Regions from separate parts of the Zea mays genome. Here region 2 is linked to region 1. The links are chromatin contacts, called in public Hi-C maps. All regions are on one chromosome and are shown on one strand. The core of a region is the stretch at or near the end of the contact, and the rest is flanking DNA. Distances in the headings are between cores, read along the strand shown. Region 1 holds the start of LOC103646471 (histone H3.2). Region 2 holds the start of LOC100037822 (aluminum-induced transporter).

What was found. Hi-C and Micro-C count contacts between places; a contact is called where the count stands out from the background.
Region 2: a contact with region 1 is called in a Hi-C map of bundle sheath, with 2.9 times the contacts expected there. The contact joins the promoter of LOC100037822 here to the promoter of LOC103646471 in region 1. A contact is called at or near these places in 2 of 25 Hi-C or Micro-C datasets (bundle sheath and ear).

What each region holds. Positions count from the first base shown.
Region 1 is chr2:56,454,042-56,458,226 of Zm-B73-REFERENCE-NAM-5.0, forward strand. It overlaps LOC103646471 (histone H3.2), which reads right to left and starts at 1,813. Exons shown (of 1, transcript XM_008671203.3): 1 at 1,007-1,813. The coding sequence starts at 1,786. The coding sequence ends at 1,277.
Region 2 is chr2:57,359,082-57,363,808 of Zm-B73-REFERENCE-NAM-5.0, forward strand. LOC100037822 (aluminum-induced transporter) reads left to right here and starts at 1,305. Exons shown (of 6, transcript NM_001112522.2): 1 at 1,305-1,733; 2 at 2,012-2,152; 3 at 2,385-2,657; 4 at 2,760-2,872; 5 at 3,024-3,173; 6 at 3,296-4,125. The coding sequence starts at 1,424. The coding sequence ends at 3,673.

The DNA.
Region 1 (4,185 bases), core at 563-3,062:
ATAAGAGATTTTTTGGCAATTCATGTACTCTCACAACCTTCGAAGCTAGGGTAATCAAGCCAGTTTGGCTTGGCTTGATCGAGCTCAAGCTGGCTCGTTAAAGTAATGAGCTGTGCATATACATATACAACAATATAATCAATTGCTAGTTAATTCTACACTAATTTAACACTACAAAAGAGTAATAATACTCACAATTTTACATGCCACATCAATTCAACGCCAGATCAACATAGTTCATCACTCATCTAACACAAGTGGATGTTTTGTTTTGCTGATAAATGCTAGCTTGTTCAAGCTAACGAGCTAGCTCGTTAACAAATCGAGCTAAGATGCTAGCTCAGTTCGTGATAAAATTAAAACGAGATAAGCCTGAGTCGAGCCACGAGACAAGCGAGTTGACGAGCCACAGGTATTTTATCTTCAAAGCGCTCAACCTTCGAAGTTATCTTTGTTACGTCTTATGCTTGTTCCAAAGGTACTCCTGCAACCTAGTTGAAATGACGATAAAAATGAATGATCATAGGTTAGTTCGCTAAACAATTGTTTGTATATTCTACTCATGCAATTGTTTTCCAATATTTTCACACTTCTCTTGCTTCTTTTTATCCTCTTGCCCCTCTCTCCACTTCATTCAACAGTAGCTGGATTTTTTCCATACCTTGCAATTGTTTGCCTCATCTGGAATTACCTGATCCTGAGACTGGTGGCCTTGGTGCCGTGCGCTATTTGTAGAATGAAGTGGAGAGAGGGGTAGAGAAAAAATGACTTAGATGTAAAAATGGCACATATTCTATTACCAGAAGAGCTAAAGTGCGCTGAATTGTGCTATCCACTGTTGGCACCTTGATTAGTAGAACATCTTTAATTTTAAATGCCCACAGGTGTATACGTTTTTTGTTCTAACTGGAGCAAAAAAATACCCAGAACTGCAGTTCAATACGCTAGCTTTTGTAGAAGTAACACACAGATTAATCAATAGTGCACACAGATTTCATCTTCAGCATTCACATAATGGTATGCCTGAGACCATTGCAAGCAATCAACACGCCATTGAACCATGTAAACAAGTCACATAATGGTATGCCTGCGACCTCCGACTACACTGTGCCCATTAAACAAGTCACCAAAATCTTTGAAGGAACAAGGGCATTCATTAATTTCGGACAAGGGCAGTCGCATTCCATTCAGTGAGGGCAACACATCCACGATAAGCACGACATGAAACGAACCCGCCATCTTCAAATATTACAACGACGAACAGCAGCGCGACAGCTCAAGCCCTCTCGCCCCTGATGCGGCGGGCGAGCTGGATGTCCTTGGGCATGATGGTGACCCTCTTGGCGTGGATGGCGCAGAGGTTGGTGTCCTCGAAGAGCCCCACCAGGTACGCCTCCGCGGCCTCCTGCAGCGCCGCCACCGCCGACGACTGGAACCGCAGGTCCGTCTTGAAGTCCTGCGCGATCTCGCGGACCAGGCGCTGGAAGGGGAGCTTGCGGATGAGCAGCTCAGTGCTCTTCTGGTACTTGCGGATCTCGCGGAGCGCGACGGTGCCGGGGCGGAAGCGGTGCGGCTTCTTCACGCCGCCCGTGGCCGGGGCCGACTTGCGCGCCGCCTTGGTGGCCAGCTGCTTCCGCGGCGCCTTGCCGCCGGTCGACTTGCGCGCCGTCTGCTTCGTGCGGGCCATTCGGAGCGGAGCGTAGAGGAGTGAGCAGTCTACAGACCTGGATCCGTCGGCGGCGGCGGCAAGGGCAGATTGGAGGATTCGCGTGTCTGGATCGGGCATTCCAGGTGGGATATTTGTACTGATCGTGACTCACGGATGGTGGTGGAAGCGCGGGATGCCAAAAATTTTGGGAGGCGCCGGTGGGGAAGGGACGCTGTCCGTTGGATGGATATGGACGGTGCGGATGGCGCTGCTAGTGGTGGTGATCCACGTCTTGGATGATAGTGCGAGGCCATTGGCTGAGGCGGCTTTGGCCAGGATCACTGGCAGCATGTGGGCGTTTTCACTTTCGTGCGACGCCAGCGCGCTTGAGCTCCACCAACGCTGTAGAAACCGGCCGGTGCGGCCCAACGACAGGATGGGCGGGCGGTGTGCCGTGCTCGCTGAGTCGCTGAGAAGGTTTTGCAGGCTGCAAAAGTGGCCCAATCGGAACACATGTGAGTGGTGACCGTACTCTATTGTGTTGGACTGTTGGTGTTGACGGTGAGACCAACCACTAATCCCAAGTAGTGCCGGGAATAAGTGCCAGGCCTTTTGGGCCAGCACCACCCAAAAGTATGAGCATAAAGTACGACCGGCAAGAAATAATATGGGTCAATCTAGCATGTACAAAGTCAGGTCTAGGCTGAGCCTTAAATTCCGGTCCGCCGAGCCTTAGCACAGTCCACAAGGATGGGCTTGGCTTGGGCCTGGACCGGCACGGCCCAATAAAGCACAAGTTGTTTAATTTCTTTAATTTAGTAAGGTACCGACTTTATATTGTCGTGATATTTAGAGTTTATATGGTCGAATAATGCTAAGATTGTTTAATATCTTTAATTTAGTATGCTATGGACTTTATGGGGTTGTGATTGTTAAGAAACCCTAGTAGAGTTATGTGGGCAAATACCGAATTTACCCCTTATGGTTCTCACTTGTCTATAAAAAGAACGTGTACACCTCCTCAGAAGAGATATAGAAAGAGGTCACAGGTCCAAACCTATACCTTCTGTCTTGCGTGTTTCCTCTGTGATGCTTCTAGGAAGGGAAACGAGATCTACAGCTTCTTTGCGCCTAATCTGCTGACGGAAGGAAAGGAGTGGATCTGGCAATCCGTAGTAACATAGTTATCAACAATAATTTTTTTATTTTATGTGGACAAATATATGGGTCGGGCTTGGGCCGGCACGACCCAACAAAGGCACGACGTGGTTTAGGGTCAGGCCACGCCACTGTTTTTACACTTCGAGTTGGCACAGTACAATCAAAAAGTTTTCTGGGCTTTCCTGACCCGAACCCGTTTGGCACAAAACATGATGGGCTTGGGCCGGCCCAGACCGGTCCAATTCCCAGCACTAATTCCAAGGACTAGATTGTCGGTCAATATAGTTCTTCGAATGTTTGTGAAGCCCACGACTGTAGGATCTAGGACACCGGCTAGAGGTGGGGTGAATAGATGGTTTAGCTAAAAACAAAGACAATAGAGAAATTTAATCAAAACGGCAAGAGATATAAATTTCCTAGCTTTGATAGGCTAACAAAATATGATGAACAATTTATGTCAATACTACAAATGATAGACAATACACAAATTACTAACTACTTGCAAGTAATGAGTAAAGAGTGAGAGAATGACACCGAAATTTATCTCGTGGTATCGGTGATTTGCTGATCACCCCTAATCCACGTTGAGGTGGAATTCAAGCTCTCCCTTGCTCATCTATCAAGACATGACTTGATCTTTGAGCCAAATGGACAAGAACTCACTCGATACCTCAACTCCACTAGTGTCGTCTTTGCCGCTCTGGCAAGGTGGGTGCGAACCCCTCACAATCAACACCGTGGATCCTCCACAATCTTCACGGAGAGCTCGACAGAGACAACACCCGAGCCATCTTGGAGGCGACAACCTCCAAGAGTAACAAGTCGATGACGCTTGCCCAGTGTACCACCTAGTGCCTCAAAATATCACAATGGATGCAAATGCACTAGAAGCTCTCAAACACTCACTAGAATGCAATCTCAAGCAACGAGTGTGAGAGTATGAGTTAGAGGATCACAAATGAGCTCAATTTGTGCTAGGAATAGCCAAGAGAACCCTCACACACGAGCTCCACTTATATTTATAGCCCTAACACAAATCTAGTTGTTATGTGCAACTAGCACATGTTCTGCGCACACGCGAATAGTCCGTGCCCCATGGCCGAATGATCCGTCGTACTAGTAACGACTATAATGATCGTTTGAAACGTGTCAGCGCTGTCAGAAAAAGTCAAGCCTGGCCAATCTGGGACCTATCAATATGAAATGCAGAGCACTAACCAATTTGAACAACACGGGCGGACTGTCCGCCAACCATGGTCGGACGGTTCACCGAAGGACCACATACGGTTCAGGTAAAAACCTGGACAGTCTGTAGTACAATGACTCAAAACACATCGTCCCTGCCCAAACTCATTTTGGCTCATGCGGACGGTCCA
Region 2 (4,727 bases), core at 55-2,554, 900 kb after region 1:
GAGGAATTAATAATATATTTGGTTTGATATCAAAGTAGGATGAGACGGGAGGCGACATCGTCCCCTCGATTTTTTAAAAGCACGCTGTCACAAAAAAATTGTTCGGTGTTTACCTCGACCCTGCGTGACTCTCATCCAAACATTATATAAACTGCAGCCGTCCCGTTTTATCACTCCTTATGCATGCAACCAAACACACCCTAAATTTCTAAACCAGCCTTTAATAGGATTATAGTAAATTTCTAAACCAGCCTTTAATAGGATTATAGTATATCAATGTGATAAGCTACATTTGAGGTGTACCTAAAATCAAGCAAAAAGAGGTAGATTGATAAGTCATGTGGCGTCTCGATTGCTAGCCGTAGCCTAGTTGCGTAGTAGCAGGGGGGCGGCATGCATGCGTACAGCAAAAACCATGACCTCACCTTTTTCCTTTCGGCGTGGTTCTTTTTAATAAAAAATGGTGCGCAGAATGGCTTCTAGTACATGCCAGTGCCACAGGTGCTAAAGGAGGTGTTTTTTAAAATCAAAGAAATCCTTTGGGCGCCGCTCATCGCATTTATAATCTATATATATTGAGAAGTCAGAGGGTGGGGATCTGTTTCAGAGACGTCGTACCACTACTCCGTACAGATCATAGATGAGTCATCGATCGTATATAGGTGCAGTCATGCCGTGCGTTTGTGCGGCGGCCGCTGAAAGGCAACAAGACCAAGATGCGTTCTACCTCGTCCGACCGACCAGCAGCTGCAGACATGTGTACACAGGTCAAAAGAGATCGATCTGTGTTGTTCTTCGCCTGCATGCATATGCACAATCTCACCGTACGTACGTGTTGCGGCCTTGCATGCCCTGCCACTGCACAAGGACAAGGACAATCGTCCTCGTCGACAGGAGACGCCACAGACCTGAATCAGAAGACAGGTCGCAGCCAGCTCAAACGACCCGGCATGCGTGCATGCCTAGGCATGGCTGCCTTCGAGTTTGCGCAGTTGGGCACATGAACAGGGCAAGAGCAACCACCCACGCGGCGTGGTGGCGAGAAACAAGCAAGGCAGCAGCAGCAAGCGGAACTGCGACACGAAAGAGAGCTCTAGGCTCTCGCACCGACCGATCGACGTCGTCGCGAGCCAAGATTCCGCACAAAAAGGCCGGCGGCCACGGCACACGCACACGCTTTTGGCTGCCGTGTTGCGGTGCCCCGTTATCCCGAAGCCGCTGCCGGCCGGTTGATCTCCTCCTCCCCTCCGCAGCTCCGCTTATATAAGCCCTCCGTGCCCGCGCCTCAATGGAGACATGCACCACGCACGCGCGGCACCACATCTAGTAGAGCCTGCCTACCGCCCCACTGTCGTCGTCATTAATTCACCAGGCTAGAGCTAGCTAGCTGGCTCTACCGCCGTTCCCCGATCGAGCGTCCGTCATGGAGATTGATGAGATGGAGAGCGGTGTCGTCAATGGAAGCGGCGGCGGCGGGTCGTTCCGGCGGGCGAGGTGCTGGGAGCTGCTGTGCTCGGCGGCGGGCATGCTCTGGGGCAAGGTCGTCGGGTTCGCCCGCAAGCTGGGCAGGATCGCGAGGGACGACCCCCGGCGGGTGGCGCACTCCATCAAGGTCGGCCTGGCGCTCACGCTCGTGTCCGTGCTCTACTACGTCAGGCCGCTCTTCAACAACTGGGGGGTGTCCACCATGTGGGCCGTGCTCACCGTCGTCGTCGTCATGGAGTACACCGTCGGTACGTACGTACGTACGTCGTGGTACGGATCGTTCCGTCGCACGTATATACACACAAGCAGCTAACTAGCCGATCGATCGTGAGCAGGTCGTTGTAGATATATTAGTGTATATATACATGCTGTGTACGTATATACGCACACGTATATAGTAGCTGTGTTGCGTTACAAGCAGCCATTATTCACAGTTTCACACAGTAGAACTGTAGAAACAATAAATATATGGTGACGAGTTCTTGGTGCGCGCGGGGTGTGTTCATGTCATGTATGTGTGTGGCAGGTGGCACGCTGAGCAAAGGCCTGAACAGAGCGTGCGGGACGCTGGCCGCCGGCTTCATCGCCGTCGGGGCTCACAAGGTGGCCTACCTGTGCGGCGACAAGGCCGAGCCCGTGCTGCTCGCCGTCTTCGTCTTCTTGCTCTGTACGTACACGATTAATTTATTAATTTGCGTCGGCCATGCACGTTTATTACCCTCCCGTGCCTGTAGACCATTTTTACCACGCACGTACGCATGTTCGCCATGCGCGAAGCTAAGCAAGAGCGGTTGGCCAGCCGTGCACGTACGTACGTACGGTGGCCGCCGTTGCTTTCTTGACACACGAGTCGTCGACAGTCGTCGTCAGTCGTCACCATGCACTATGTATTATTGCAGCGTCGGCGGCGACGTTCTCGCGGTTCATCCCGGAGGTGAAGGCGCGGTACGACTACGGCGTGACCATCTTCATCCTCACCTTCAGCCTGGTGGCCGTGTCCAGCTACCGCGTCGACGAGCTCATCCGCCTCGCCCACCAGCGCTTCTCCACCATCGTCGTCGGCGTCGGCACATGCCTCTGCACCACCGTCTTCGTCTTCCCGGTCTGGGCCGGGGAGGACCTCCACAGGCTCGCCATCGGAAACCTCAACAAGCTGGCCGAGTTCTTTGAAGGTACCTAGCTACCATGCACTCGATCGAACAAGTTTCATACGTATATACTAGAGTTTAATTTGGGACTAAAAGCTCTCCTTACATGTTTACGTACGTGCGCAGGACTCGAGTCTGAATGCTTCAGAGAGAACGCCACGTTCGAGAATTTGGAAGCAAAACCCTTCCTCCAAGTGTACAAGAGCGTCCTCAATTCCAAGGCCACCGAAGACTCTTTGGTAATTAATAAGCTCACCTCACTTTAATTTGCAAACCATGCACATATGTGTGCAAATTTATGCAGAGCTAGCGCCAAATGAATTATGTACAAAAAGTTATACTACAACAATACGATCCAATAATTAATGGTATGTGTTCCCGAAACCGCAGTGCAATTTTGCCAAGTGGGAGCCCTGCCATGGCAAGTTCAAGTTCCGGCACCCATGGAGCCAGTACCAGAAGCTCGGCGCTCTCTCTCGCCAGTGCGCTTCCTCAATGGAGGCTCTCGCTTCCTACGTCATCACCCTCACAAGAACCGAGGTACGTAACTGCTGCTGCAGGTCCATCCATCTCGTGACCAATGCATTACACACACAGTAGAAACACGCGCGGTGCATGCTCATCACCTGCAGGCTTTCTTTCTCCCTGCCCATTATTCACAGTACCCTGAAGCGCGGCCCGAGCTACGCTCGGAGGTTCGAACAGCGTGCCGCCAGATGAGCCTGCACTCGGCCAAGGCGCTCCGCGAGCTCTCGGCGGCGATGCGGACGATGGCCGTGCCGCCGTCCCCGGCCAACGCTCACATGTCCGCGGCAGCCAAAGCGGCCAAGGACCTCAGGGACGAGCTAGAGGACGCGGACCTGGCGCAGGCGATGCACGTCGCTGTTGTCGCGTCTCTGCTCTCGGACCTGGTGACCAAGGCGAAGCAGATCACGGAATCTGTCGGTACCCTTGCGCGACTTGCCCGCTTCGTCAAGAACAACGACCATGAGAACAACGCTGACGACAAGGATATTGCGGCTATCGATGCTGTGAGCTGAGAAAGCTAGCAGACGGTCCTGTGGCGGCAAAAATATATCCTAATTAACCGTGCATCCAGACGTTCATAGCTATCTAATTCGCACATATCGAAGATCGGATGGCTCTGAACGTCTAGATGCATGGCTGCACAAGTTAATATGGATGCACAATATATATGCGTTGCCGGCGATCTTTTCGGTGGGACTTGACTAGTGATGTTCTATATTTGGCGTGGTGGGGAATACATGTATCAGAAGCATTTGGTAAATGGGATAAAAGTAAGTCGATATCAATTAGTACAATGCTAGATGCGCATGCACAGCAAGTGACTAATTCTTCGATTTGTACAAGTCGTTAATTACGATGCTGGTGGTAAAACTTCACTGTCTTCCACCAATTAACCTCTCTCGGCAGGCCAAAAAAAAAAATTGATATTCTTCGAGATACAAGGAAGAAAAACAAATTACATCTCAATGTGTAGCAGTGTGCTAAAGAAAACAGTGAGCCAAGTGTCATTCTTCCAAGCTAGGCCGGTGTGATGTTAAAGCAACAGATATACGTGAAATTAAGTTCCCAAAGCATATCAAATATTCGTCTCAAAAACAGATCTCATGACAACTCACGTAAAGGTCGTCTCGCCAACAGCGTCTCTTTTGCTTATGCAAACTTTCCAACTATAAATCCTTCTTAAGATCTATCAACTATAAATTCTTTTGCTTATGCTAACTTTCCGTGTCAATAAGGAGGCGCGATGTGCCGTGTTACAACTTACAAGTGTCGTCGGTGCATTTCATTATCAACGGTCCGTTATGGGCACAACGACAGTGTGACAAGCATGGAAGTTTTGCACAAAGGAAGAAACTCGTTAGTGGAACTTTGCACTGCCAACCAGTAAACACCAAGTTCTACAGGCAAGGCAGCATACAAGACTTTCCTTTTGAGTATAGAATTTGCGAAAGATAGCGCATATGGCGTGCAAAATTGGCTGTGATAAAGCAATTACTTGATTCAACTATGCACAGTCAACCACTAACGCCAAGTTTGCTCAGTACGTGAACAAATAGACTGGCCTTT